4 separate regions of the Sus scrofa genome follow, and all the other regions are linked to region 1. Evidence: chromatin contacts called from public HiChIP or PLAC-seq data. All regions are on one chromosome and are shown on one strand. The core of a region is the stretch at or near the end of the contact, and the rest is flanking DNA. Distances in the headings are between cores, read along the strand shown.

Region 1 (7,297 bases), core at 3,136-5,635:
CTACATTTCTTCTGTCTCTTTCCCATACACGCATGCACCATGCACTTGTGTGAGACACACAAACATACACACACTGACTCAATCTCTGACAGAAAGAATGGACAGAGTTGATAAAGCAAACCAAGGAAGCATGAAGAACATTCTAGCACAACCCATGTTGCCTCTACTAGTGTCTGGAAGCCAGAACATAAGCCAGAATCACTTGCCCTTTCCGGCATCTGGCTAGAAACACTGCAAATAGAAGGAAACATGGAGCAAAATTCATTAGCTAATGAGGACCTTAAATGTCAGTTTAACAGCAGTCTTAATAATAAAACAAAGTTTTATTGGGTTAATAGAGGTTAAGTGGTAATATTAGTAAAATGGTCATTATAGATTTTCTTCTTTGCAGGAAATGAACAGAGTCTTCTGAAAGGATGGATTATTATAACTCTCTCCTCTGCATTCACTGTTTCTTAAAAGAGGCATTTCTAAAGGTTATAGAAAATTATGAGCACTTTTTGCAGGGCCCCCCGTCTGAGGCAGGAGTCCAGGAGCTATGTCTTTAAAGAAGCCCTTACAGGGAATTCTGTCAGTTGTTCAAGGCTTGCTGCCAACAAACAATTGAGGTATTTACCAAGGGTTTCCAAGAAATTGCTGCAAATTATATGAAATGTTATACCTGTACAGGCGTTCCATGTATTAGGAGCAGGAAAAAAAAATGTAATGTGTGTGTGGAACAGAGTTGCAATTTGTGAGAAGGGTTCAGTAAAGTAGGTAGAGATAAATCATAGGCATGAGAACAGAAAGGTTAGATGATGTAGCTTTTTATTTTTTGTCATTTTGCCATTTCTAGGGCCGCTTTTGCGGCATATGGAGTTTCAGGGGTCGAATTGGAGCTGCAGCTGCCGGCTTACACCACAGCCACAGCAACTGGGGATCTAAGCCACATCTGTGACCTACACCACAGCTCACGGCAACGCTGGATCCTTAACCCACTGACCAAGGTAAGGGATTGAACCTGCATCCTCATGGATACTAGTTGGGTTTGTTAACCACTGAGCCACAGTGTGAACTCCTGATGTGGCATTTTCGAACCACTTTCTCATCATCTGTCTAGAATCCCTGAGGAGGAACTTCTAGCATGATCTAGTGGAAAGACCCATTTAGAGACAAGGAAACTGAGACTCTGAGGGAGGATAGGGGGCTCAGCCTGCCCAGGGGAGACACCCTCAGTGTAGGAGGAAGCCCAGAACCCACCCTCCTAGGTGGGTGTGTACCGTAGGGAATCTTCCTCTGGGAATAATTCTATCCGATTAACATCACTTTTTTTTTTTTTTTTTTTTTTTTAATGGCTGCACTGGCAGCATTTAGAAGTTCCTGGGCCAGGGATCGAACTGGAGCCTCCACAGTGACTCTAGCCACTGCAGTCAGATTCTCAACCCACTGGGCCACAGCAGGAACTCCTCCAATACCATTCCTTTTTAAATAAGACAGTTAACGACTCTCTTAACTTAACAAAGAAGGCTCCTGGCATGGGAAAGTTTCTTCCTCAGTTTACTGAGGTGAAATGCCTATGAAATCCCATATCTGGACTTCACCTTTATAAGTAACTTAATGAGAAGAAGACAAGGGGAGTGAGGAGCCTTGTGGGGCATCTGGAGAAGGTGCGTATGTGCAGTGTGTGTGTGTGTGTGTGTGTGTGTGTGTGTGTGTGTGTGTGTGTGAAGCACATCTCCCTCCCAGATCCTTGCTGGTACTGGTTGTGTCAGGTCCCCTGGCTCTGGTCTTTTGCCTCTAGCTGTGAAATTCTCCCCCCTCTCCCCCATCTAGGAGAGCTCTGCTCCAGGCCTCTGAGGGGGGCCCTGCAGGGATACTTGTAGACCCCTCCCCAGGAGGACTGCCTGGGTCAGACCATCCAGCTGTGCAGGAGCTGCCCCTGCCCAACTTCTCCAGGATCCTGCCCTCCCCCTTTGCCCCCTCTTCCCTGGCCTGGCATCTCCTGCTTTTCCTGGGAGGACTTCACCTGTGTCATATTCTCCTTGACCTTGGTGCTTTAAACCTTCAGGCCTAGGCTTTGGGGAGAACAGTACCCTCTCTAGAGTACAAGAGAAGCAGCCCAATTGAGTCTGCAGGTGCGCAGGTGAGGCTGCTGACCTAGGAACTGAGGAGTCTGGAAACGGAGGAGGACAAAACATTTGTCATCACATGTTAATGTACTTTGCGTCAGGTTTTAGTCTAGATGAGGATATAGGGACGTTTAAAGCAGATTAGAAAATACTGAAATTTTGACACACAACAGAACATCTGTATCTTGCCAGCCTTTGTGCTCTGTGGAGATCATTATGAATTATGGGGCTGCTGCTGAATTTGGGGGATCTTGTGACTACTCGGTATTTGTGGCTTATGGTCTTACTGGAAACCCCTATGGATGGTTTTTGAGTCTGTAATTCATGGTTATGTGTTCTGTATTTTTCTCAAGACCACTGTTGGAATCCTGTATTGGCAGCATAATGAGTATTTTATTTTTAGATGTGGATCACCTCTTAGGGAGGGAGTCTGTGGGAAGGTGGGTAATGAACTATTTCTGACATAAATTACAAGTGCCAAAGAAAGTGGTAAAATCCAAAGAATAAACAAGAGTGACCACCATTCAATGGCAGAGATGGTATCTATACCTCCCACAAGGTGGCACTTTAAATTGTGTAATATTTCAATCATTTGGTCATCTTAGCAGTGAAGAAAGATCCAAGATTTACCCCAAACATGCTTATTTTCTGTCCCTAATTCCTAGGTTCATTTGATTAAATGAAGGGAGGTCGTCATGGCCAGGAAAATACTTTACTCTTTGGGAGTTTCATTTAAAAAGAAAGAAAGCCCAATACACTGGCAACTAAAGTAATAAGACTAATGTTTACACAAACACTTGTTGTATGGGTACTTTCTCAGCTTTTGTTACTTTAGCTGAGTTTTTTTTTTTTTTTTTGAGAAAATGCATCAAATTTAAAATCTATCACAGAGAATCCGGTTCTACAACCGATTCTAAACCTGTCTTTAGAAATCCACGGAGCTCTTATGGACGAACTATGTTAAAATATTGACAAAGATTCAGAGTAGGGATACTAGGTGACGAGGGATATTAGCTGACTACCTGTCTTCATAGAATGTGAATTAAAAGAGTATTAACATCACCTACTATTTTTTCAACATTCATTAAATGCTAGTACTGTTAGGAGCTTGGACACTAAGGATAGTCTTTTTTTTTTTTTTTTTTTAGCTTAGAAACCAGTGGCCTGGAACAAGGTGACTGAATTCACGTCTACTCTCCTAGCGTGCACGTCTCAAACGGCTCCTGAACTGTTGATTCTATACGTGCTCGCTCTGGCCCACTGGGCGGCGGGAACAAAGATGCAGTGTGAACCGGAGAAACGCGGGAAGGTAGCCGGTGGGGTCCGCCCGGCTGAAGGCAGGGTTTACCCGAGGACAGCCTATGCGGGAGGAGCAAGTGGTCGCGGAGAGTTTGGGGACCGAGAAGCCCCTTCTTAAACATCCCGCCTAAGATGCAGGTTACCGATGCATCTAGCAGAACCAAGACGCCTTCATGCCGCTGCTGTAGCCGCCGCCAGGAGTCCGAGCACCGGCCGGAGGGGGCGGGGTCTCCATACGGATAACGGGCTGCAAGGCGCCGCGGTCCGTGTCCCCGCCGGCGCCGAGCGCCTTAGAACTCGCGGGCGGGGCGGGACGAGGTGGGGCGCCCGCCGGGAGGGTTTTTTTTTTTTTTGTCAAACTTTGGCCACGGGAACCACCCCCCATTCACTTTTGCGCCAATCGGGCGGCGAGGACGGATCCCGAGAGGGGCCAGGCTCCGCCGCCGCCGGGGCCGCTTCAAAACGCGCCGTGCGTGACGTGAGGGCTCCTGTTGCAATGGCGAGCTAAGCCGGAGGATGTGCAGCGGCGGCAGCGGCGCCGGCCACGAAGAGGACGGAGGCGGGCGCAGCGCCAGCGGAGTCAAGCCAGCCAGGGGACGCAGGCAGGGCGAGACGGGGGCCCGGACTCGACTGCCACTGCCGTGGCCGTCGCACTGGCCCCGCGCCCCCGCGCGCGAGCGGGAGGAGCCGCCGCCGTCTCGCGCGGGAGACGCTGCCGGCGCACGCCGGGCATGGTCCCCTCTTAAAGACGCAGGCCTCGGCGGGCGGGGTGGGCGTGCGGAACAAAGCACCGGCGTGGGGCCTGCGTGCGGCTCGGGGGCCGCGATGGGCGCGGCGGGCCCGCGGCGGCCGCGGCGCTGCCCGGGCCGGGCCTCGCGGCGCTAGGGCGGGCTGGCCTCCGCGGGCGGGGGCGGCAGGCTGAGGACTCGCGGAGCCTGCAGAGGCGGCGGCGGCCCGGCGGGCTGAGCGGCGCGGGCATGGCCGCGCGCGGCCGGCGCGCCTGGCTCAGCGTGCTGCTCGGGCTCGTGCTGGGCTTCGTGCTGGCCTCGCGGCTAGTCCTGCCCCGCGCCTCTGAGCTGAAGCGAGCGGGCCCGCGGCGCCGAGCCAGTCCCGAGGGCTGCCGGCCCGGCCAAGCGGCCGCGGCTTCCCAGGCCGGTGGGGCGCGAGGCGATGAGCGGGGGGCGCAGCTCTGGCCGCACGGCCCGGCAGCGGATGGCGGCCAGCGCGACAGGAACTTTCTCTTCGTGGGAGTCATGACCGCCCAGAAATACCTGCAGACCCGCGCGGTGGCTGCCTACAGGTGAGCCCCTGCTCCCCGGGCACCGCCCCCTGCATCCAGCATCCCAGCAAACTGCCATGCGTGTCTGCCCTTGGCTTGTGCCTATGAGGGCTTCCCAAAGCCAAGGCTTCCTGAGCTCCTGTGGGATCGGGGTGCCCCTTGGGCGATGTTGGGCATTGGCAGCAGAGGTCGGAGACGGGATGGTGAGCGCAGCGCTCAAGAGCAAGGGCTTTTGGGGTCAGATATACCAGGGTGGCCCCTCTGGGTGTGGTCCTCGCCCTGACTTTCTGTGAGGCGCTAAAGCTTTCCTTGTCCAGATATTCACTCTCCTTTGTTCAATGAGCCTGACTGAACATTTCCCTCCTAAGGTTGTTGGGAAAACTTGGCACAGTATCTCTGATAGTGGTGGCAGTGGGGATTATTACTTGAGTCTCTGAAATCTCCATCTTTCGCCTTGCAGAACTAGAGCCAATCTAAATTAATCTGGTTAGAACCCTTCCACATGTAGATTTCACCGTTGGAATCGTTCCTGTAAATGAGGGGAGTGCCCTCTGCACACTCAACCCCACCGGGGTCTGTTGAGCAATTGGAAAGAGAATATTTGGGAAAAGCAGTTCCTGGTCCATGGTAAATTTGGTGTTAACTAGCCCAGTTTGGTGATGTGTGTGTTAGCCAGTATCTGGGCTCTAGTTGGCCATATGAGTCATAAAAGTGGTTGGAATCATGTTCAGGATTAACAAAGGGATTAGCCAAAGTAATCTTTAGAAGAGAGAAAGAGAGAGGATTTGGAATAGCAGATTTGTATTGGAATGAATTTGAGGGAGAAGAAGGATGTAGGTTCAGTAAACGGATTTAATGGAAACCTCATATGTGTGAAATATAGAAATGCTTCCTGTGGGATAAGATTTGGGATCCAGCCATAGAACAGACCAGTGCAGGAGATCCTCTGGGAATGGCCTCTTGCTCAGTCATTGCTGAGCAAGGCCAAGCTGGTTGCTGTCGGTTCTTAATTTATAACCAGTATCTCTATAACTTAAGCGTTTAAATCTAGTTCCTGTCTAAATTTTCAGGCGTCGGATGCTGTGGGTGGAAAAGCATATATGGATTTCCATTCCTCTTAAGGAAGTAAAGGATTGAAAAGGAAGATGAAAGACTGTCTGTCCTTTCAGTGCATTGGTTCCCCATTCTTGCCTGTGTGTTTCCATTAGGATTTTTTTTTTTTTCCTTTTTTTTGGCTGTACCTGCAGTATATAGAAGTTCTGGGGTCAGGGATTGGATTCTAGTTACAGCTGCAGAAACGCTGGGTCCTTTAACCCACTGTGCCAGGCTGGTGATCGAACTGAGCCTCCATGGTGACCCAGGCCACTGCAGTCAGATTCTTAATCCACTGCGCCACAGCAGGAACCTTCTTCCATTAGGATCTTAAGTGCAGAGCCTGTGTTCTGTCAGGAAGGGTCCTGAGTGCCTGAAAAGGTAGCATAATTTTGACCAAGATCAAGATTTGAGACCCCGAAGATCAAAGTTTCCTCCCCGATGTATTGAGAATTTACTTGGAATTTTATACGAATTGTGCTTTTTGAAAGAAGAGCTTCTACATCAGAAATTGAGAATGAACTATATAAATTGTTTACAGCATGACTTTGAAAGTAAATCTCCATGATTGTAATTTGGTGACAAGTCCTTTGAAATTACAACTTTGGGACAGTTACCAAAGTAGTTTGTTCAAATAGTAGATGGCATGATTCCCTGCCCCCCAAACAATACATTTTCATAGATACAAAATCAATATATACAAACCATCAGGGGTCCTGGTACACTAGCAGTGCTCAGAAGATATGCTGCAAACTGGACCTAAAACTCGGAGATGATTTTTTCCCAAAACCCATGCTTGAGGCCCTAATCTTGCTTGAGGCCTTTATCTTGCTATTTCTACAATGGGCTTACGGCTGTACTCCTGGTCTTCTTTCCAAATCTACATCCTTTTTGGATGTAGGATTTTATCTCATTGTTTAATTTCTTTAAGGCAGTTAAGGAAGAGTAGAAACACAATTGGCCCTCTGGCCCTTCTTTGTGACAACTCTGCCTTTTTGATAAAACCTTTGCTAGGAAATGCTGTGTCCTACTTAGTAATTCTGTAGACTTTCCTGAGTACCTTTCTTTCTATCCCTCTGATCTTAATCAGTCACATTCGTTGGTGCCTGGGGGTGGACCTGCCCTGCTGGTTAAGGTCCTGTGCTTCTCAGCCTGTCAACCCTGTGTTTAGACCGGCTGCAAGAGTGGCACAGGACGATTTTAGCCTTAAGGAACTCTAGAGGAAGGCCAGAATTGGCATAGAGTTTATAGGAGGTAACTTATCATTATGGCTTTGCTCTGCTTTGCAGCCTGGGCCAGAAGTCCACACTCAGCTCTTAAATTGGACATTTCATGCACAGTTCAGTATAAAAGTCGACTCGAATCTTCTAGCACAAGGTGGAACTCAAGTTTGGCATTGAGTTTTACATCTCCCTTAGGAGGCAAATTCATTTTTTACCTTAGAAAAAAAATCTCAATTTTTTGTCTATTAAAGTAAAATTATTGTTGGGCTTAGGGGTTGAAGGAGATCACAATGTTG
Region 2 (7,297 bases), core at 3,067-5,566, 180 kb after region 1:
GGGCAGAGGACGAACAGGACCATTTGAGAAGTTAACTAGGTAACTTCGGGGCACAGAGATGAAAGGGAGAGCAGTGACCGCCAAGGTCCTACTGAGGGCCCAATGGCTGCAAAGTGGGCAGGAGCACAGACCCTCAGACCCCTGGGACCCAATGCCCGGGCTGCTACAAGGAAGTGGGGAGATGGACAGAGCCTCGTTTCTGCCCAAGGACACTGCTACAGGGCAGCCTGCCCCAGGGGGGCAGCCAGGGGCCAGGATGGGGCCGTCCTCCCCTCTCCCCCACCCCAGGGGAGCTGGCAGGCCAGGGAGGGGCTATTCCCCCTGGGGAAGCTAGGGGGCCAGGGTGGGCAGAATCTGTGCCCTGTGTTATTCCAGACTCTACAGAAGGAAGCCATGACCTCATTCTTGAGACAGTCTGTTTATTTTCAGATAAGAGGAATTACATTTGCCCACATACTCTGGCAAAATCTTAAGTTTGATTTTTATAATTTAATTTTAGAAAAAGGTCAACAACTTGAACTGGTGCACGATCTTTCATTCATACTCCCATTCTGGGTCAAGCAGCTTCCAATGGTTCCTCTTGAGAACGGCGTGGACATGTGTGCATTCTTGTTTGTGCACGCGGGTGCGAGTGCACACGAGCGCATGTGCACATGTGCCTACTTACCCACATTCCCTCATTAACAATGTCACTTTTTTACTGTGCTGTATGTGCTGTGCAGTAAATGTTTAGCGAATACATATTTTGATGTAAGCCCCATAGGACAAGATTTCACAATCAGAGGCCTAACCACTGAGATATGGACTTAATTTGTTAAAGTGATAAACGAGATTATGATGTGCAAACAAACAGGGCTTGTGCCCCAGCTGTGTCCAAGTTTATTTCACAAAGCTGTAAACACAGGCCCTTTCTCAAGTCCTGCTGATCGGGTCTCTCCTGCCTTCTGGGGGCAGGAGAAGAAATGCAAAGGCTGAGTCAGTGCTCTCAGCCCTGGGCTGGCTCTTGGCTTTCCAGCCCCATCACTTAAAGGAACCCATTCATTCCCCAGATCGGGCAGTGCTCCTCACTGGGGTCCTTCTGAGCTTTTTCACACACTTTCCAGAGCAGGAGACACCTGATCTCTGACTGCCCGAGCGGGGCCTCGGGCCCCGGGGACCCGGGAGCTTGAGAAACGTGCTGAGAGCCTGGGAGCCACTCAGAGAAGGGGCAGGGGTCACAGCTCCCCTCCCTCCCTGCCCTGAACCGCTCCCCAATGGAGAGCCCCTCATGTAATTCCACCCCAGATGTGGGGGTTAAAGTGGGGAGGCCCATTGTGCTGGTGAGGCCCAGCCCCCCTTCATGTGACCCAGCCCAGCCCTGAAAGTGGACGGAGGGGGCGGGGGAGTTCCTCCCAATCAGACCCCACCGTCTTCCGTTGGGGTAAAACCAGCCCGGAGTGGGGTGGGGGTGTCCAGCGAACTTGTGCCTTAGAACAGGAGCACCCCAAACCTGCAGAGAGGTGGGAACTTCTCAGCACTTTTTAGCAGCAAGTGATTCAGAGGAGAACCTGATCCACCTTCTGGGTCCTCAGGGGGCTCCAGGCTGCAGGTGGAGGGGCCAGGTCCGAGAAACGCTCCTTCCACAGGGATTATCTTCTCTTCCGAATGCAGGCCTCCAGCCGGCCCAGCTCCTCGTAGGACTGGTAGAAAACATCAAACTCCCGGGTGCCCCAGCCCCTCCAGACAGCCAGGCACCACTCCAGGTTTTCGTTCTCAAAGCCGCACACAACTGTGTCCTTGGCCACCACGGCCGCATCCATGAGCACCCTGCAGAAAGAGGGGGCATGGTCTGAGAAAACCCACAGGGGGTCCCCACTTGGTGGGGGCCATGACCTTCCCCCTGAACCTTCTTGTAGGACAGCGCCTGCTTAAGGCGGCATCTGTACACCTACACCTGGCCCCCACCGGCGTGCTGGGATGCCCTGCTCCCCTCTCTGGTGGTCCAGCATCCAGCAGCCTTTCTAAAGTCTGAAAAGGGGCCAGGGCATCATCTCAGGTCCACATCAGAGCAGGTATCCTCCGTAATGTGCCCCAGACGCCAAAGTGTCCAGAAAAAAAGAGTCAGCCCTCCGTGTCCACAGGCTTGGCATCCTCAGATAAGGAGGACTGACTGTCCCGTGCCCTTTTATATTATAAAGACTTGAACATCCTTGGATTTTGGTATCTGCAGGGGTCCTGGACGCCCCACCCCCCGCCCCGCAGATTCTGAGAAAGGACAGTATAGTCAATTCCATCTAATTCTCGCTCATCAATGGTCCATGATGAATTTTAAGATTTAGCTCGATTCCCTTGCCATCCATCCCAGGCGTGCTTTTTCTCCCTTTCTAAGTTTCCACAGGCTGAGGAAATGCAGAGCAATAGATTAGGCAGAAAATCTGTACCAACAAGTCCTAACTCTATACACTCTTTTGAGGCTCTGGATTGTCTCAGCTGGTTGGAGCATGCACTGCAAGCTTTCTCCTGGGCCCTGAGAAGTGGTGGCCCACCTTGAAGCCAGAAACTCCTCCCTCCGCCCCCTGCGCCCCGACCCGTCCCAAGGCCAGCATGTCAAGTGGGATGGGCAGGGCCCTCCGCTCCCTTGGGCCTTGAATGTCTCCTTGGGCATCTGATAAATGCATCTCAAAACCTAGCAAAACTAGCGAGCTCTGGCTGCAGCCTTCCTGCCTGGGCTTTCTCCCTAGTGAGTGTGCCTGGCTCCTGGTAAACTTGTCTTTGGGGGAGCAAATAGGAAAATTCAGGGATATTAATGGGGGCATTCCAAGGTCAAAAGGGCAGGCCTCTACAGGTCCTCAACCCCCCGCCCCACCGGAAGCCTCTTCTGACATCTGGAAGCTACTGATGCCCAAAAATGCAGCTGGGGCCCAGCCACAATCCCAGATCTTGTCTCCAGAACCACTTGCAGGGCAAGGTCACTGGCGCCAGTGCCACTGACATGATCTCCATCAGTATCCTGCTCCAGGGAAAACAGGCCAAAGGGGATTTCTCCATAAGGGAGGTTAACAGCATGGGACTCAGCAAAGTGAAGGGTGTAGACACTGCCAGCCACCTGGTGACTCCAGGACACCGGCGGGCACCAGCCTCCCGTCTCCACAGCCAGGGTGACTCTCACAGTGGAGTCTGGCCTGCCTCCTGGTGGGAGCCCTTTGGATGGGTGATGGGCACAGCTGAGCCTGGGCATGGGCGTGGCAAGAGGTGGTGAGGCCTGGCTGCAGGGCCCTGGTTGGGGCTGAATGGGAGGAGGGGCCCCTCGGGAAGGGCTATTGCATGGTGGGGAGGACTAGGAATCACCTGGATCCCCATTTCTTTTTTGGCTGTCCCACAGCATATGGAGTTCCCAGGCCAGGGATCAGATCTGAGCTGCAGTTTCAACCTAAGGTGCAGCTGTGGCAAAGCCACACCCTTTAAACCACTGTGCTGGGTCAGGGATTGAACCTGCTTCCCAGCGCTCCAGAGATACTGCTGATCCCCACTTTGATTGCAGCTGAGCTTGGGCCCTGGAGGCACACCCCAGGAAGAACACTTGGTTCACAGCTGTAGTGGGCACCCCAGAAACAGTCAGCCACAACTGGTGATGAATGGGTGATGCCTGGTTCAGTTGGTATTTGCCGATCCTCTAGGAGCTGCCTGCTAGACCCCAGCATGTTCCTCATCTGCCTATGGCCACAGTGATAATGCCATGTTTATTTGTGGAAGACACAGGGGCGGCAGCCATTAGGCAGGGAGGTGGCAGGGGGCCTCGATTCCCCTAGCCACATGCCAGGTCCTCAAGTTGCTACCCTCAGTCTTACCCACGTGAAGTCAGCTCTCGGGCTTTCAAGACGGCGATGACTCGGCCCCGCTGGGCACCTGCATCCTTCTCCAGGCCGATGACGATAATATCTCCACCACGCCTAAGAAACCAAAACCCAGAAGGGGAAGCATTTGTCCAGGGCTGTGCTCTCCAGGGGAAACGGAGCTGGCGTGCAGAAAGGCATGGCAACAAATGCAGTTTCTGCAAATGGATTGAGTTACCAGAGGCCCCGAAGCCGGGCAAGAAGCCCTTTCCCAGGAGGAAACCTGACCGTGGCTCTCCTTTGTCATTCCCTGAGCTCTCTAGAGGGCAGATGGGCTTTCGTGCCGCCCGTCTTAGATCTGCTAAAGAGATCCCTCTGGTTCCAGGGGAGAGGAAACAGCTCATGATGGATCTCAATAATGTCTTAAGGTTCCCTGCACTCTGCTCCCAAAGCCAGAGCAACGGGCAGTGCAGGACAGCGCCCCCTGCTGGAAAACCTACCTGGGGACCCAGATGACATCTTTCACGGCCAGGATCTTCACTGCCTGCAAGTGCTGGCTGAATGCCTCACCGTCCACGGGGCTCAGGTCATGCTCAGGCCTATCGGAGCCCAGGGTGGGCTCCAGCAGCCTGCTGGTGTCCCCGCTGTCAGTGGAAAAAAGCAGACTGGAGGAGCTTGCTGGGGAGCAGGGCACGCTGGAAAGGGATGTGGGCACCCGGTGGGATGGGGACGAGGAGTAGGAGGACACGGAGCAGTAGTCAGTCAGCGAGTCCTGGTGGGTCAGGATCTGTGTTCCCAGCTCCTCACTGTACATGATGCTCACGTCCGCCAGGGAGTCCTTCTGGGGCTCCTTCGGGCTGGCGATGGGGCTGAGCAGGGGCTCCGGGCCCATGGGGTGCACAGGAAACACGTCCCTGAGGGGGCTAGGGTCCCCGCAGAAGTAGCGGGCGCACAGTTGGTAGGTGGCTGAGTGGTACATCACCAAGCAGTTGGCCCTGTCGTCCAGGCACCAGACGACCTCCTCCCCACGGCACTCAGAGCTGCACACGACCGACATGACCACCGAAGGGGCTGAGTAAGGCTCCAGCCGCCTGCGGATCTCCAGGGCCATGCAGTCGATGACCAGCAGGCCCGGCCCATTGCTGTACCAGACCTCAGACCCGCTGTTGACCACCTCCATGGCCTTCACAGGGTAGGGGTTCTGCCGCGCGTCTTCGTCTGGGATGCTGAACCTGGACCTGTTGGCTGTGTGTGAGCACAGGTAGGAGCAGCTGTTGTCTGGGGCGCCCCGCACCACGGAAAACACAGCCACAAGCCCATCAGCCAGGCCCGCCAACACCAGGTAGGAATTCTGCAGGGAGAAGGGAGGGATGTGTGATGCCTTTGCTTGTGCATCTTATGGATCCCAGGAGCCAAAAATTGGCCACAAGACCTCTGCATGTACCCCAGGGGGGCACTCATTTTCCATCCACAGGTACTTCTTGGAGGGGCAAGTTTTGGAAAAGGCAGGGGCTACCTTCTGGGAGTGCTCTCAAAGGAGGTGCAGTCCAGGCCCTGAAGAGCCACACCCATCCTCCCTGCCCTGAGCCAGAGTGAGAAGAAGGCCCTTGGCCCCTGAGGGAGGGGGCATGTGGCCTAGACCACAAGGCCAGACTTTGGTCAGCCTGGGCTTCTTGTAATGTCAGTTGCAGGGGGCAGGGGGTGGGGGACTGCCTTTTCGGTCACCAGGGCCTCCTTCAGAGGCAGGATGTGCGTCCTTCCCTCCCGTGAACTCTGTTCCTTAAGGTGACAGCAATTGTGGGTGCCCCATGGATCTGCTCTTAGTCTCCTGTTTGCTGTCCCCAGAAGGTGGGTGCCCCATGAGAGCAGGCCAAGGTCTGGTACCCACCACTGCCCCAATGCTGGTCTGCTATAGGGAAGGGCAAGGCCCCCTCCACCTCTGACTCTCCCTAGTTTTCTGCTCAAGTATTCATTCTTAAAGAAATTGCTTCCAACTCAGCTTTTCCGCGGAGGCGCGTCTTGGCCACTGTGCCACATTCCCCGTTTACATCTCTGAAATGCCTGTGGTTCAGCTGACACTGATGGGGGTCCTCGGGATGCCCTCACAACCCCATGAAGCATGTGCTCTTTTACGGCCACCAGAGGTCCCCACGCAGAGGCCAACATTGCAAAGACTGTGCTGAATGCTGGGCCCAGCCCAGGCATCCCTGGAGCATCTGTGTGGAGCTGGGGATGGAGAGCAGCCCAGACGCCTGGGTGGGGCTGGGGTGGGATGGGAAGAGTTTAGGAGAACAAAGCCAGAGTTGGGACCGAGCGGGGCCCCAGGCCCTGGGCCAGCGAGGGTGAGGACAGAAAGCCCCCTTGTTGGAGCTGGGAAGCTGGGCTGTCCCAGGTGATGAGTGAACCAGCCTCTAGCTCAACAGCAAGGTCAATGAGGCCTAAGAACGTTTATCCAAATCCATCTTCAGGTTTCGAGGAAAGAAAACAGCCAAAGCAAACAGGAGCAAGGCCTCTATCTGAGTCCCTGCTCTGGGCCCCAGCCAGGCAGTGAGCCCCACGTCCCGGCTGGGTGTGGACGTGCGCGTGCAAGAATGCAGGGGTCTGCTGTCCGAAGCCACGGGGCAGCACAGCCTCTGAGGGGCAGGCACCCTGGCAGGGAGGCTCCGCACAGAGCCAGCTTTATTCCCTCTGGTCTTGCGGGCGGGTGGCGGTGCCCTGGCTCGGGGCTCTGGGCAGCCCTGAGCTTAAATAACGCTTTGTGTCATGTCCTGCGCTCTGGTGCAGACGGGGTCCTGAGCTGCCCAGCCTCGCCCATGGGGCCACAGTCATAAATGGCTCAAGGTTGATTTCAAACTTTTTTTTAAAGAAATGAAACTGTAGAGGGGTGGAGAGGAGAGCACGTGTATTTCATGACCGTAAGGAAAGAGTAATAATGCTCATGTTCAACCAGTGCACCAGCCCAGAGCTTTGGGTACGTTATGCCCAGAGATCCTCCTCACAATCTTTTACGCCCATTTTGCAGGTGGGAAAACTGGCATTGGATGATGACACCCAGAGCTTTGGGTACGTTATGCCCAGAGATCCTCCTCACAATCTTTTACGCCCATTTTGCAGGTGGGAAAACTGGCATTGGATGATGACAGCCAACGTGTTTTAACAAAGCCACACCAACAAGGAGCTCTCGAGTGGAGAGTGTGCCTGCTGTAAAAACGGCACCTCAGGGCCCACAGAGGGGGTCCAGAGGCCTGGGGGGTTGGGGCGGAGCGTGGGGCAGCTTCTCAGAGTCCGGGTCACGGCCCTTGTTCTTCAGACCTGAATAGGAAGAGGTATGAGCCACTAGGTCAGTCCTAAAGGGAAAGGCCTGCTCAGAGTGCGGTGCTGGGAGGAGAGGAGTGAGAGGGGGTTGTGGAGGGGGGAGACCTGGCCGGCTCTGCAGGCTGGGTCTGAAAGCTGAGGATATGCATCTTCAGGGCCATATTGGACAA
Region 3 (7,297 bases), core at 1,680-4,179, 170 kb after region 1:
AGTGAGTGGGCCACAAAGTATGGGGAGGCCCCTGCCCCCTCCTGCTTTTTTCACTGAGGCTGGGCTAACGAGTCCTGTTCAAGGTTGAGCTCAGAGGGCCACTTATTTCAGTGGAGGGACCCTGATTTCCTAGACTCACCTGCCTCCCTCAGTATCCTCAGCCATTCTTGGCTCTCCCCTGCCATGCTGGAATGAGGGGACCCATACAGATCCTGAGGTCCCAAGAGCCCCCAGTGGCCCGAGGTGTCTCAGAGGCTGTGGTATAAGGGGCAGGCTGTCCTTTGCAGAACAGTGTCTATAGGGACGAACTGCAGATATGCTTCCAGCTTTGGTGCTGAGAAGCTCTGATGTATAGCTGAGAACAGTGCAAGGATTAGTAGGTCCCAGCCGTGAGGACTGTGGAGACTTTATGGTTCCAGAAGTTGATTGTGTTGAGACTCTCACAGGGAAAGATTTTGGGTTTCCAGACTTCCCCTCCACTTTTTTTTTTTTCCTGTTTCCAATGTGCCTCTGACACTTAGCCAGTGCAACCCCCAAGAGTGGACGCAGGGCCCTACTGGGGCCTGCACTTGGGCCACAAGCCAGAGACGAAAGCATGTGTATGCACACACACACACATACAAAGCCACATGTCATATACAACACACCACACCAGTATGTACACACACCACATCCCTGTACCACACACACACACACACCTGCACACCCCCCCCAGACCCACACCCCCACCCACCCACCCACACTCACACATACACACTTCACACATATACACACATGCACACACACATACACACACACATACACACACATGCATACACACATACACACACATGCATACACATAGAAAATACTCTTCACAAGCCTGTGGCATATGCAGAAAAACCAAGTTACTTTTACAAATATTTCTAGATCAAAGGAAAGCATACTATCCATAAGAAAGTTCCGAGAAGTCCAGAGAAGAAAGTCTCCTGGCCTCCCCTCCAGCTGCTCCCCCCACACCCCAACCCCAGGCACACTGGGGATCCTTTGGGCCTCCGCCTGCCCAGTGGCTTGGGTGTCTCTGTTTACACATGTCCACACACAGCCACAAGGGTTCCTTCTTCCCTAGTTGGGGTCATACTTGGGGATACTTGGTAAAGTAAACTCATCAAGCCCACAAACTCTTCTCAGAGGGCCAGGAGCCCAGGGGCCTCCATTTCTCTGCGTCCCTGGAGGCTGGGCTGGCGGGGCAGGCAGGAGGGCAGGGGCTGGGCCTGCTGGAGCAGGGCGCCCTCTGGCCGAGGGTGAAGGGACTGCGCCTGCCAGCCTAGAGAAACTGCAGGAAGGTAGAGAGGCTCTCAACTCCCTTCTCCTGGGCTGGGGGAGGGAGGGCAATTCTTTTATGTTGGGAAACAGCAGGTCTTTTTGGCCAAGCCCCCAGCAGCTGCCTACCATGGTTGGCTGGTTATTTCTCTGCTGTGGGAGAGGCAGGGCCCAGCCATGGTTCTTATTCAAGGGCGCCACCCTCTCCTTCTGGGCTCTAAGGATGCCTGGGGAGGCACTGCTTTCTGAGAGGGACCCCTGCACTCTGACCTCCACATTCTCCCTGCTCAGGGTCCACCCACCAACCTTCCCTTAACATGTAGGTCCTCTGGGGCAGCTGCTGACCTTGAGGGGCAGGAGCGGGTAGGGAGGGGGCCATCCAATCATGATTTTTATACACCCCCTGCCCTGCTTCAAGCAGTTGGGATTCCTCTTTAGGGTCCTGTTGCCCAGGGAATTGGGCCCCTCAGCTCTAGTCCCTGTGTTGGGGACAGCTGTGTGCAGGAGCTAAAGAGGGACAAGGCTGTGCCTCTTGGCCAGGTCTCCACACTGGCGTGAGCGGAGGTAAACAGGAGGACAGACAGGCTGCCCCACCAGGGTCCGACACTACCCCCAGCCCCGATGGTACCACCATGAGGGAAAGTGTGCCAGCTCTTTGCATGTGTGTTTGTGTGTGTGAGAGAGAGAGAGGGAGAGAAAGACAGGAGTCTGCAGCCCTGCTCTGTGGATGTCACCTAAGAAGCATCAATAGGAAAGGACCGGAGGCCTGGGCCAGGACCTGGCTCAGGCACTTCCCCTAACCCACCCTTGAGAGGTGTTGCCCCCAAGGGCCTTTCATGCTCACGCCTTCCTCTCCATAGCAGAGAGGCAGCCCATGAACACATCCTTACCACCTGCTGTTGCAGGCCTGTGTGGGCACCTCCTGGACACACACACACACACACATGCATGCACACACGCACGCATGCACGCACACACACACACGCACTCCCTGCTGGGACATAGAGACCTATACTTTAATTTACCCTTGTTGTGTGCCTGGAGCTTGAGAAGACTGCCCTAGGCCTTTAGGGCGATTGGCAGAGGGAGGGTTTGAACCGGGATCTCCCTCTGTCTCCAGAGCCCGCCCCCACCACCACACGGGGGACCAGTGACTCCCTTAGTCCTCAGCAACCCTGAAAGGGAGGTTTGGGGTGGAAGCCCTGGGCATTGGCTTTTGGGGTTTAGCGAGGTCGACCATAGGGCCACGCAGAGATTCCCGTCCCTGGCCCTCAGGGTGTGGCCTTGGTTTCCTGAGGATGTCTCCAGCTTACAGGTTGGGCTCAGGGGCCTACTGAGGCCATGGGACCTTTGCTAATGTTTGAGAGGTGGGCTGGATGGAGGGGCTGGAGGTCCCTGGATAGGGGCTGCGGGGGCCAGCCTGCTAGAACAAGGTGGACGGAGGGCAGCCCGGTTGGCTCTCTGACTCAGGCCCCCATGTGTGCTCGCCACATGGCGCTAGTTCAGGGCTTTCTCAGTTCTGATCCCTGAAAATGAAAGTGAAGGAAAAGGAAACTGTTAGTATTAAAGGACAGGAGTTTGGGGGATGGGCGGACTTGCTGGAAGGAGTCCAGCTCCTGGCTGTTGAGATGGCAAAGACCCCACCCAGCAGGCCTCCGGGGAAGGATGGCTCCCTCACTGTTTCGCTGGCTTCACTCCAGCACATCCTGGCCTCCTCAGACTCCGCTGAAGGCCACAAAATGCCTAGATCAAATTTAGGCCCTTGTTATAAATAAAATCCAGATAAAAGTTAATTTATTTTCACTTCTCCAGCTGCACTTGGTTTGAGGCGTCAGTGACTCTTCCCAGCTATTGCGGAGGTGGAGGTGTTGTCTGATTCCTCCTGATACATCTGCCTCTTCTGTTGAAGCTTCCGCCTCCCCTCCCCCCTTCTCCCTGCCCTGCTCCCCCAGAATTCCCCCTGCTCTCCCAGACTTGAAGATGGAGGGTGTGTTCTAGTTCGGGTGGGAGGATGTAACCTCATTCTGTGCAACACAGAGGAAGTGAGAAGCTGGCTCCTCGTCCATGTGTCTGGGCAGTGGACGCCAGGCCAGTCTGCAGAATTGTTTAGGATGCTCCTGAGGGACCTGTGTGTGCATGGAGGCCACAGGCAAGACAAGCAAGCTCTGGAGATTTGAAACACGCCCTGTCCCATCCCACCCACGTAATTTTTCTTCCCAGCTTTTTTGAAGTGTGATTGACAACAAAAGTTGTACACGTTAGGACATTAGGGATACAACATGATATTTAGATACACAACATGTATGCTGTGAAACAGTTACCACAGCCAGGGTCACCAACATGGCCCCTGTCTCACACAGTTACCACATTTTTTGGGTGTGGTTAAGACCACCTAAGATCTCTCTTAGCCAAGTTCAAGTACACAGTGCATTCCAATCAACTGTCATCATCATGCCGTATATTAGATCTCCAGCACTTATTCATCTTATGACTGGAAATGTGTAACCTTTGATCAACATCTCCCCATTCCCCTACCCCACCCCCAGCACCTGCTGACTACCATTCTGTTCTCTGTGGCTATGAGTTTGACTGTTTTATATTTCGTAAATAAGTGAGATCATGCAGTATTTGTCTTTTTGCCACGGGCTTGTTTTGTTTAGCATAATGTCCTCATGTTGCAGCCCCCAGTGCTGCAAATACAGCATTTTCTTCTTTTTTTAAAAAACTAAGTAATGTTCCATTGTAATATATATATATATACCACATTTTTCTCATCCATTCATCTGTTGATAGACACTTAGGTTGTTTCCATATCTGGGCTACTAGGAATAATGTTGCAGTGAACATAGGGGCAGACATCTCTTCGAGATATCAATTTTATTTTCTTTGAATGTATACTCAGAAGTGGAATTGCTGGATCATATGGTAGTTCCATTTAAAAATTTTTTTCTTGTCTTTTGTCTTTTTAGGGCCACATCCATGGCATATGGAGGTTCCCAGGCTAGAGGCTGAATCTGAACTACAGCTGCTGGCCTACGCCAGAGCCACAGCAACACGGGATCTGAGCCACGTCTGTGACCTACACCACAGCTCACAGCATCACTGGATCCTTAACCCACTGAGCAAGGCCAGGGATCAGACTCTCATCCTCATGGATACTAGTCAGATTCATTAATCACTGAGCCATGACAGGAACTCTTATTTTAAAAATTTTTGAGGAAATTCCATACTGTTTTCCCTAGTAGCTGTACAGTTTACATTCCTACCAACAGTATATAAGTTTTTTTTTTTTTTCTCCTCATTCATGCCAACCTTTGCTGTCTTTTGTCTTTTTATAATAGCCATCATAGGAGGTATGAGGCAATATCTCATTGTGGCTTTGATTTGCATTTCCTAATGATTAATGATGTTAAGCATCTTTTCATATACCTCATGGCTATTTGTATTATCTGTAGTAGTGGTATTTGTTTACTTTTGCTTTTGTTGCCTGGGCTTTTGGTGTCAAATACAAAAATTCATTGCCAAGACCAATGTCAAAGAATTTTCCCTTATATTTTCTTCTAGGAGTTTTACAATTTCAGATCTTATGTTTTGAGTTGATTTTTGTGTATGGTATAAGACAAGGGACCAATTTTATGCTTTTACATACGAATATTCAATTTTCCCAACAGTATTTATTAAAGAGACAATCCTTTCCCCAGTGTGTATTTTTGGTGACTTTGTCAAAAATTATCTGACCATATATGAGTGGGTTTATTTGTGGGCTTTCAACTCTGTCCCATTTTTTTAATCTGTCTGTTTTTATGCTGGAATCATACTGTTTTGATTTCCATGTCTCTATAATATAGTTTGATATCAGGAAGTATGATGCCTCCAGCTTTGATTTTCTTACTTGAATTGTTATAGCTATTTGGGTTATCCTTGTGATTCCATACAAAATTAAGACTATTTTTTCTCTTTCCATGGAAAATGCAGTTGGGACTTGGATAGGAGTTGCACTGAATCCATAGATTGCTTTGGGTACTATGGACATTTTTAACAATATTAATTCTTCCAATCCATGAATATTGGATATCTTTCCATTTATGCATTTTTTTCAGTTTCTTTCATCAATATTTTATAGTATTCAATATCCAGATCTTTCATCTCTTTGGTTAAATTTATTCTTAAGTTTTTTAGTCTTTTAAATGCTATTGTATATTGGATTATTTTCTTAATTTCTTTTTTTTGGATCGTTTGGTTTTAGTGTATAGAAACACAGCTGACTTTTGCATGTTGATTTTGTATCCTGAAACTTTAATAAATTTATGTATGTATATATGTATTTTAGGGCTACAGTTCTGCACATGGAAGTTCCCAGGCTAGGGGTTGAATTGGAGCTGCAGATGCTGGCTATGCCACAGCCATAGCAATGTGGGATCCAAGCCTTGACTGCAACCTACATCACAGCTCATGGCAATGCTGGACCCCCGACCCACTGAGCATGCCAGGGATCAAATCTGTATCCATGGACACTAGTGGGATTTGTTTCCACTGTGCCACAACAGGAGCTCCCAAATTTATTTGTTTTAACAGTTCTGTGTGTGTATAACCTTTAGGGTTCTCTCTCTATAAAATCGTATCATTTGCCAGCAGAGACAATCTTACTTCTTTTCCTGTATAGATGGCTTTAATTTCTTTTTCCTACCTAATTCCTTGGCTAGGACTTTCAGTACTATTTTGAATAGGAGTGGTGAGAGTGAGATCCTTGTCTTGTTGAGTATGATGTTAGCTATGGGCTTGTCATATATAACTTTTATTATGCTGAGTGTATTTTTTTTAATAATGAAAGGATGTTGAATTTGTGAAATGCTTTTCCAGCATCTATTGAGATGACTGTATATTTATCCTTCATTCTGTTAATGTGGTATTTCACATTGATTTGCACATGTTGGACTATCTCTGCATCCCAGGGTTCAATCCCACTTGGTCATGGTACATGATCCTTTTAATGTGCTGTTGAATTCAGTTTGCAGGTATTTTGTTGAGGATTTTTACATCTATGTTCATCAGAGATATTGGCCTATAATTTCCTTGTCTTGTAATGTCCCCATTTGTCTTTGGTATCAAAGTAATGTTGACCTTGTAAAATGAATTTGGAAGCGTTCTCACATTTTCAATTTTTTGGAAGTTTGAGAAGGATTGGTATTAATTCTTTAAATGTTTGGGAGAATTTCACCAGCAAAGCCACTTGTTTCTGGATTTTTTCTTTGTTCGGAAATCTTTCTTTCTTTTTTTCTTTCTTAGGGTCACACCTGCATCATATGGAAGTTCCCAGACTAGGGGTAAAATCAGAGCTGCAGCTGCCAGCCTACACCACAACTCATAATCTCAGTCACATCTGTGACCTATACTGCAGTTCATGGCAATGCAGGATTCTTAACCCACCGAGCAAGGCCAGGGATCAAACCCACATCCTTATGGATACTAGTTGGGTTCCTTACTGCTGAGAGGCATTGGCGACTCCCTGCTGGGAGATTTTTGATTACTGATTCAATTTTATTACTTGTTATTGTCTGTTCTGGTTTTCTACTGCATCGTGATGCAGTCTTGGGAGGTTGTATATCTCTAAGAATGTACCCATTTCTTCTAGGGTATCCCATTTGTTGGGGGTATAAGTGTTCACACTAGTCTCTCATGCTCCTTTGTATTTCAGTGGTATCAGTTGTAATGTCTCTTTCATTTCTGATTTTACTTAAGTCATTTTTTTGTTCTTGGTCTAGCTAAATGTCAATATTGTTTATTTTTTCAAAAAGTGAGCTCAGCTTTGTTAATGTTTTCTATTCTTTTCTTTTTATGGCTTCACCTGTTTGATATGAAAGTTCCTAGGCTAGGAGTCAAATCAGAGCTGCAACTGCTGGCCTATGCCACAACCAAGGCAACACCTGATCTGAGCCACATTTGTAACCTACACCACAGCCTTCAGCAATGCCAGATCCTTCACTCACTGAGCAAG
Region 4 (7,297 bases), core at 2,922-5,421, 150 kb after region 1:
TCATGTCCCTCTAGAAAGCGGAGAACAGCCGCCCGAGAGGCATTGAGATCAGGGCTGGGAGACCGTGGTGCCGGGGTGAGGGATGAGCAGAGATGTTTGACTGCCCCACTAGGAAGCCTACTAATGGGCCCCGCATGGGTTGGAGCGCTTGCTTATGGTGCTGCATCCCTCTGTGGCACAGCCCATCACTCTCACTGACAGTAGGAGTGACAGGGCCTTAGCCCCTTGGGCCTGGGGCTGTGACTCTGGCTCTCTCTGTAGGGGACACTCCAGCTTGGAGCACCTTGCAATGGGGAGCTCTTTCCGGCATCCTGGAGGAAACACTGAGTAGGCAGTCCTTCCAGAACCTCAGCTCGGCTTGGTTCAGTTGGCCTTGGGTGGGGCAGCCCACAGGGACCCGGTTTGCCAGGCTTGCTGGGGGCCCAGAACATAGCAGGCCCGCAAGGGGCCTTGGCTAGGATGGCCCAACTTCCTTGGCCACAAAGCTGTTCCAGGACCCAAGCCTGGTTGGGAGTCCTCAAGGCCACGGCCCTGCCTGAAGCTGTCCCCAAGACCCATTTCCTGGTACCTGGCCTCTTCTGTCTCCCCTGGGGTAGCCTGGCAGGCCTGGCCACCAGACCCCAGAGCCCCAACCTTCCAGCTTTCGTTCTAGCAATGAGATAGCCTTGGAATTTGGGGGTGGGTTAAGGGAAGAGGTGTCCCAGCCTCTGTCCCCACCATGGGGCTCTTCTCCATTCTGGGGAGGGAGCAGTTGGAGTGAGGGTGAGGGACACCTGCACCCCTGCCCCCTTTTGCAAGGAGCCAGTGCCCCATTTGGGAAGCCTGTGATGGGTTTGTGCAGCTCCAGGGCCTTGCTGGGGCAGGGCAGGGCACTGGAGGTGGAAGTAGGAAGGGCTTTGGAACAACAACCTGCCTCCTCCCTAAGGTCTAGTGAAGAGAGGGCCCCATGTGAGCTCTGTGCAAACTAGGAGATGGAACATCCCTTGGAGGCCCTCCCACCCGGCTCCAGGATTCCATGTCTCCCCAGACCACTGACCTAGGCTTTGCAGGCAGAGTACAAGCCAGGTCCCAGTGGAGGCTGACCTGAAGGCCCCCACCAGGGCCAAGGGCTTTACAGAAATGGCACTTCCTGTGGCTGCAGTCTGCTTTCTCGGTGGCCTCACTGTTACCGCTGCTGCTAGCCATTGAACTCACTGATAAACACTGACTCTGGGAGATGAGACATGGCACCCTGGAGAAATTCAGGCTAGATGTTTGGCTAAACCACATCTTGGTGGCCTTTGCCTATACCGTTGTGCAGGAAAGCGCGATTTCTGCAATAGAGGTTTCCCCTGTCGACAGAAAGATAGGGGAGGAGTGGCAGGTGTTTTTTGAGATCAGAGGTCCCCGTCCATCCCCAGACACAGTGCGCTGGGGCAGGCCCACCCTTGAGGTGCTCTGATCTACCACAGAGGTTGAATCATGAATCTCACCATTTTACAGATGAGGAAAACAAGGTTCCCAAAGCCAGGAGGGCTTAGGAGAGAGGCTGCAGGTCATGCTGGGGCCTGCTGGCTCCAATCCCAGGCTGTCTTGACCATGCAATAGGGCAGGATACACATTCCACACTTTGCAGGGAGCAAGCATCATGCCAGGCACTTCACCTATGTCACCCATTCAATCCTTGAGCTAAGTTTGGATCAAATCTCGACCCATTTTACAGATGAGAAACTGAGGTTCAGACTTCCCACTTTGGCTCAGTGGTTAAGAACCAGATATCGTTTCCATGAGGATGCAGGTTTTATCTCTGGCCCCTCTCAGTGGGTTAAAGATCTGGTGTTGCCACAAGCTGCAGTGTAATTTGCAGATGTGGTTGGGATCCAGTGTTGCTGTTGCTGTGGCGTAGGCCTCAAGTGCATCTCCGATTTAACCCCTAGTCTGGGAACTTCCATATGCCGCAGGTGCTGCCTTAAAAAGAAAAAAAAAAAAAAAAAAAAGAAACTGAGGGTCAGGGAGCTTGAGTTAACTTGTACCAAGAGAGCTAAGATTACAACTCAGGCCTATCGGACCCCAAGGCTTCGCCCACTCCCCTCCTGAGGTGCTCTGCTGTCTTCGTGAGCTGCTGCCTCCCTTAAAGCTTTTCTTGTCTCTTCCTGCATCTGTCCTGGGCCTGCCCAGAGGAGCAGGCACCACTCTTGCACACACTGAAAATAGAGAGCCCAGGGTGGCTAATTCTTGGCCTCTTTGAATTTGGGGTGCCTGTTCCAAGCGAAATACGAACTTTTCCAGGAAACACGCTTGGTTTATTCTACCTCCTCCAGCCTCCTGACCACCCAGCCGATATCAGATGCCTCTAGGCACCCCCAGGTCCGGCGGCTCTTCCCACTGTATATAATGACCTCTAGGGTCTTGCTGGCTTATTTCTGTGCTTAGTGATATCAGGCGCACGGGCCATGTTTGTCCATCATGGTGTCCTTGTGCCTGATACATAGCCTGGCCCATGGAGGGCACTTGACCCAATTGTGAGGAACAAATGAATGAATGAGAGGAAAAGGACCCACTTGTCAGAGTGTGGGTGTCCTGGCTGGCTGGGGGCTGAAAATTAGGACGCTCAGGAAGGAGCCTTTGCTAGGAAACACTCAACCCAGTGGAGTTGAAGAAGAAAAAAACTCTGGAAGGCAAGCCCTTCTGCTGCCTCTGCCCCAAGGGCTGTCTCCCTGGTTTTCAGTGCTCCTAGAACTAGCCCAGTTAAAGGGCAGTTTCTCACCCAGGATCGGAGGAGCTGAAACACCCCAGAGCAGCGCTTAGGCTGGTTTGCCTGAGGGGCTGGGTAAGGGGTCTGATGGGCACATCCTTTGGTGAAGTTGAAACAGCTCCACCTGAACATTGGATGCTGCCCCACAGCTGCACAGGAGGGCACCCAAGATGCCCTAGCTCCAAGCACAGCCACGGCAGGGCCTTACAAACCTCCATTCAGAATAGGCATCTCAGACCCCCAGACAGGGAGCTTTGTGCCAGCAGTTGGTAACCAAGGTCCTTTAGACCATGGCCTTGGTCAGGTGGGCTCACCCGGGCCTAAAAGAACTCCATTCCACCAGTACTCTGCCCACTAGGCGCCCGGCTGTCTGGGAAGAGCCTGCGCCTCTGGCCTTCAGCCAATGCGCATCAGCGTTAAATGCTCATCAGCTCATCGGAACCAATGTGTTAGCTTTGGCTGTTCCCAAGCTGTCGCTACAGGCACTCTCTTTCAGCGATCTCAGCCAGGACCAGAGACAACCAGATGCCAAATATGTGGCCTTGGGGCCATCGCACCCGGTCAGCCTGGACCATATAATGATGGTCCTGGCCCTTTGTTCCAGGGACCCTGCACCTGGCTGAGGGGGAGCTAGCCCCTCAAAGTCTGTGCTGAAGGGCTGCTCCATGAATTGTGCACAGGACAATTTAGAATGAAGAAGTCCCTGGTCTTAGGTGGGAGAGATAGGGCTCTTGACACCAGGGCTTTGAATGTCTCTTAAAGACATTTAGTGATGTGGTGGATTATTTTTGTGAGAGGAATTTTGAAGTCCTGGTTAGAAAGAAAGAAAGAAGGAAAGAAGGGATGAAGGATGGGAGGAAGGGGGGGAAGGGAGGGAAGGAGAGAAATATTGAAGAAAGGAAGGAAGGAAGAAAGAAAGGAGCTCTTGTGTGGCTCAGCAGGTTAAGGATCTGGTGTTGTCACTGCACTGGCTCTGGTTGCTGCTGAGACGCCGGTTTGGTTTGATCTCTGGCCCAGGAGCTTCTGCATGCTGTGGATGTGGCCAAAACAAGGAAGGAAGGGAGGGGGGAAGGAAGGAAAGAAAAGAAAACAAATTTAAGACTCTCTCCAAGCCTCTCGATATGCTGGGGTGTTATCACTGATTTCCAACATGGTTTTCTGCACATGGTTGGCCTCTTCTCACCATTTTATGGGGCAATAGATCCTGTGTCTTGACCCCTGACTTCCTTGGGCAGAAAGCACCGCTGCAATATTTAAAAATTACATAAGCAAGGCCACCGTGTGTCATGATAACAATAAGCGACTCCAACGTTTTTGTCATTGTTACCATAATGACGTTTGGGCAGTAAATTGCATAAGAAGGGTGGTTGGGGAGACATAATACCAGCATTCCCATACCACTGGTTCCGTTTTTCTATGTTTCCATTTTGTGCTTTTCCTCGTTCTGATCTCAAGCTGACACATCATGTTTACTTTGCTGACTCCCTTTGTTAGACATTCACATGGTTTCCAGTTGTGCCTGGCATGGACATCACTGCAATGAACATCTCCATGCATGTGACTTTTTAAAAAAAATTGAAGTATTTCCTTATGATGAGCTTCTTGGACTGGAATCCTTGGGTAAAGTAGCAGAGGCATTTTTGCGGCCTCTACCCAGCATACAGCCCTATGGACCATCTTCATATTTTTAGTCAAGAATTGCAGCCCAGGAGTTCCCGTCGTGGCGCAGTGGTTAATGAATCCGACTAGGAACCATGAGGTTGCGGGTTCGGTCCCTGCCCTTGCTCAGTGGGTTAACAATCCGGCGTTGCCGTGAGCTGTGGTGTAGGTTGCAGACGTGGCTCGGATCCTGCGTTGCTGTGGCTCTGGCGTAGGCTGGTGGCTACAGCTCCTATTTGACCCCTAGCCTGGGAACCTCCATATGCCTCGGGAGCGGCCCAAGAAATAGCAAGAAGACAAAAAAAAAAAAAAAAAAAGAAAGAAAGAAAAAGAATTGCAGCCCAGAAGATCCTGCTGTGGCTCAGTGGGTTAAAGATCCTACTCCAGTGGCTCTGGTTTCTGCAGAGGTGCAGGTTTGATCCCCGGCCCAGTGCAGTGGATTAAAGGATTCCCACATTGCCATAGCTGTGGTGTAGGTCAGCAGTTGCAGCTCAGATTCAATCCCTGGACTGGGAACTTCCATGTGCCACGAATGTGGCCATTATAAAAAAAAAAAATTAAAAAAGATGAATTGCATCCCAAACTTGAATCCCACCAGCAGTCAGGGCCTTCACAGCTCTGGGCACAGACACTGGAAAAGTACGTTGGAGGCTCTGGGACAGACCCCCTGAGTGGATAGGGAGAGCCAGCTAATGTCACTCCAGTGACACCCAGGCATCTTAAACTCAGTTCGCTCCAATCAGAGCATGCCATCTCCTCACTCATGGCCTGCTCAGGGTCTGCTGGTTCCAACAAGCAACCTGGAAGTTAGCTTCTCCGTCACCCCACCAACTCCGCAAATCTCTCATGAAGGCCTTTCAAATGGGTCTTTGGTTTCCCTGCATACATTTTAAAGTGTGCATGTTTTACCTCAATTTAAAAAAAAATTAATTTAAAAAACCCAATCTCCTGAATCCACCCCTCCTTCCAGCTCCTACCAGCATTTTGGTTCAGATCCTGATCTAGAAGTCTCCAGCACAGCCTTCCTGGCCTCCCGCTGGCAGCCAGACTGCTTGCTGCTTCCAAGTCATCTGGGCACTTTTAAGCAGGCATGTGCCTGCGTCTCTCCAGATCTGGGAGGTGGGCCTGGGGACTGACATCTTTGCCTGGCTCCCCAGGTGATCTGGGTGCAGCCTTAGGAGGATAACAGTCCCGCAGGAGGGTGTCCATGTGTTCCGGCAGGGCCTGACTTTAGTAGCCACTTGCCCATTTCCTGGAAGTTATTTCTTATGTCTTACTCTCCAGTAACATTAGAGAGCCTGTCATCCCTGCCCACATCAACACACACACACACACACACACACACACACACACACACACACGCACGCATGCATGCATGTGGGTGGAGGATGCTCTAAATCAACCACACCTCTGCCTTTCTCTGCTCAGGCCATGTCCCTGGCAGGCGCCTCCCTCTGTCCACCATACCAACTCCCCCCGACCCCCCAGGATGGTCATCACCCTCCAGGATACTGTCCTTTGTCAGCCCACGCAGGCTCTTGATGGAATGTTCCATTCTCTCACCACTCACTGGCTGGGGCTAAGCTCTTTTAGGGAAATGGGTGAGAGAGAAGTGTTGTGGGTAACAGAGAAACCCCACACCAGAATTTAAAATGGAGGCAAGATAACTTACCACACCTATCGTGTGTGTGTGTGTGTGTGTGTGTGTGTGTGTGTGTGTATGTGTGTGTGTGTACAGAAAGAGAGAGGGAGGGAGGGAGAGGGAGAAGGAGTTCTGAGCTCAGAACAAATAAACGACATCCATGTCTGACAAAATATTTTTTCTGATATGTGAATTTGTATATAAATATGACGTCTCATAAAGGCACCAGATTAAAGTATGGTTTGTATTCAGTCAACAAGACCACAAAAAGAACAACATGATATGAACAAAAATTGGAAATATTGCAAGGAATGCATGGGACATTTGAAAGTTTGAAGTGGGAACCTTACTCTCTGAACAAGCTGAAATTCTCTTCTCTTCAGAATTAGATGGTAGGTGGTGGGGACGATGATGAACCATATACTGGCAGCCAATGAGAGATGGTCTTGGGAGGATAGGCCCCCCCGGGGGGGTGCGCCCCTTTTCTCCATCCATCCTTCTGAGACTCAGCACCAGGCTGCAAGCCCCTCGGATGCTCGCTCTGGCAGGATTCATCACCTCACAGGGAAAAAGCCCCAGGGAATTCACCCAAATTGGGGATGAATCTAAGTGTGGTACCCACATCAGGGGCTGAGCAGAGACTGAGGGCCAGAAGTGCCTGCTTGTGAAATAAATTAGATTGAGCAATCCATGGGCTTCCCAGGATCTTGTTTAGAATTCTGCAGACAGCTGGGGGCATCAGCCTGGGCCCAGAGCTTGTCATGGCCCAGGCTCCTCTCTGCCTCTTCACAGAAGGCCAGGGGGGACTCCACTTCCTGTGTGTCTGCCTTGCCAGAGATTCTTAAAGACAATAGACTGTCACAGAATGGGAGAAAATATTTGTAAACTACGCAACCGACAAGGGCTTAATCTCCAAAATATACAAATAACTCATACAACTCAACAACAAAAAAACAAACAACCCAATTGAAAAATGGGCAGAAGATCTAAATAGACATTTCTTCAAAGAAGACATATGAAAAGCCAGTAGGCACATGAAAAAGATGCTCAACATAGCTCATTATTAGATAAATGCAAATAAAAACTGCAATGAGGTACCACCCCATACTGGTCAGAATAGCCATAATTAATGTCTACAAATAACAGACAGTGGAGAGGGTGTGGAGAAAAGGGAACTCTTCTACACTGTTGGTGGGAATGGAAACTGGTGCAGCCACTATGGAAAATAGTATGGAGGTTCCTCAGAAAACTAAAAATAGAAC

Evidence for each region. HiChIP or PLAC-seq counts read pairs in DNA pulled down with a chosen protein or histone mark.
Region 2: an H3K27ac HiChIP or PLAC-seq map of alveolar macrophages shows a contact between it and region 1. The contact joins the enhancer-like site here to the promoter of CHSY1 in region 1. A contact is called at or near these places in 2 of 5 promoter capture datasets (fetal skeletal muscle and liver), 12 of 47 Hi-C or Micro-C datasets (alveolar macrophages, blood, embryonic fibroblasts and 8 more) and 2 of 2 datasets of contacts at active chromatin or transcription factors (alveolar macrophages and skeletal muscle).
Region 3: a contact with region 1 is called in an H3K27ac HiChIP or PLAC-seq map of alveolar macrophages. The contact joins the enhancer-like site here to the promoter of CHSY1 in region 1. A contact is called at or near these places in 3 of 5 promoter capture datasets (fetal liver, liver and skeletal muscle), 33 of 47 Hi-C or Micro-C datasets (adipose tissue, alveolar macrophages, blood and 16 more) and 2 of 2 datasets of contacts at active chromatin or transcription factors (alveolar macrophages and skeletal muscle).
Region 4: an H3K27ac HiChIP or PLAC-seq map of alveolar macrophages shows a contact between it and region 1. The contact joins the enhancer-like site here to the promoter of CHSY1 in region 1. A contact is called at or near these places in 2 of 5 promoter capture datasets (fetal liver and skeletal muscle), 5 of 47 Hi-C or Micro-C datasets (alveolar macrophages, blood, embryonic fibroblasts and 2 more) and 2 of 2 datasets of contacts at active chromatin or transcription factors (alveolar macrophages and skeletal muscle).

What each region holds. Positions count from the first base shown.
Region 1 is chr1:139,801,546-139,808,842 of Sscrofa11.1, reverse strand. CHSY1 (chondroitin sulfate synthase 1) reads left to right here and starts at 4,385. Exons shown (of 3, transcript NM_001244442.2): 1 at 4,385-4,707. The coding sequence starts at 4,385.
Region 2 is chr1:139,617,715-139,625,011 of Sscrofa11.1, reverse strand. LRRK1 (leucine-rich repeat serine/threonine-protein kinase 1) reads right to left here. Exons shown (of 34, transcript XM_021098586.1): 32 at 4,313-5,163; 33 at 3,828-3,929; 34 at 403-1,806. The coding sequence ends at 1,629. Among named protein-coding and RNA genes, the nearest start is that of LRRK1, 130 kb to the right of the region's middle. Within about 2 kb of position 4,316, at least 5 of the 83 cell types and tissues checked have an H3K27ac peak or open chromatin away from gene starts, as enhancers often do. A contact at or near this core is called in alveolar macrophages, where this site is marked.
Region 3 is chr1:139,632,868-139,640,164 of Sscrofa11.1, reverse strand. No RefSeq gene overlaps it. Among named protein-coding and RNA genes, the nearest start is that of LRRK1, 140 kb to the right of the region's middle. Within about 2 kb of position 2,929, at least 27 of the 83 cell types and tissues checked have an H3K27ac peak or open chromatin away from gene starts, as enhancers often do. A contact at or near this core is called in alveolar macrophages, liver, omental adipose tissue and 2 more, where this site is marked.
Region 4 is chr1:139,650,960-139,658,256 of Sscrofa11.1, reverse strand. No RefSeq gene overlaps it. Among named protein-coding and RNA genes, the nearest start is that of CHSY1, 150 kb to the left of the region's middle. Within about 2 kb of position 4,171, at least 6 of the 83 cell types and tissues checked have an H3K27ac peak or open chromatin away from gene starts, as enhancers often do. A contact at or near this core is called in alveolar macrophages, where this site is marked.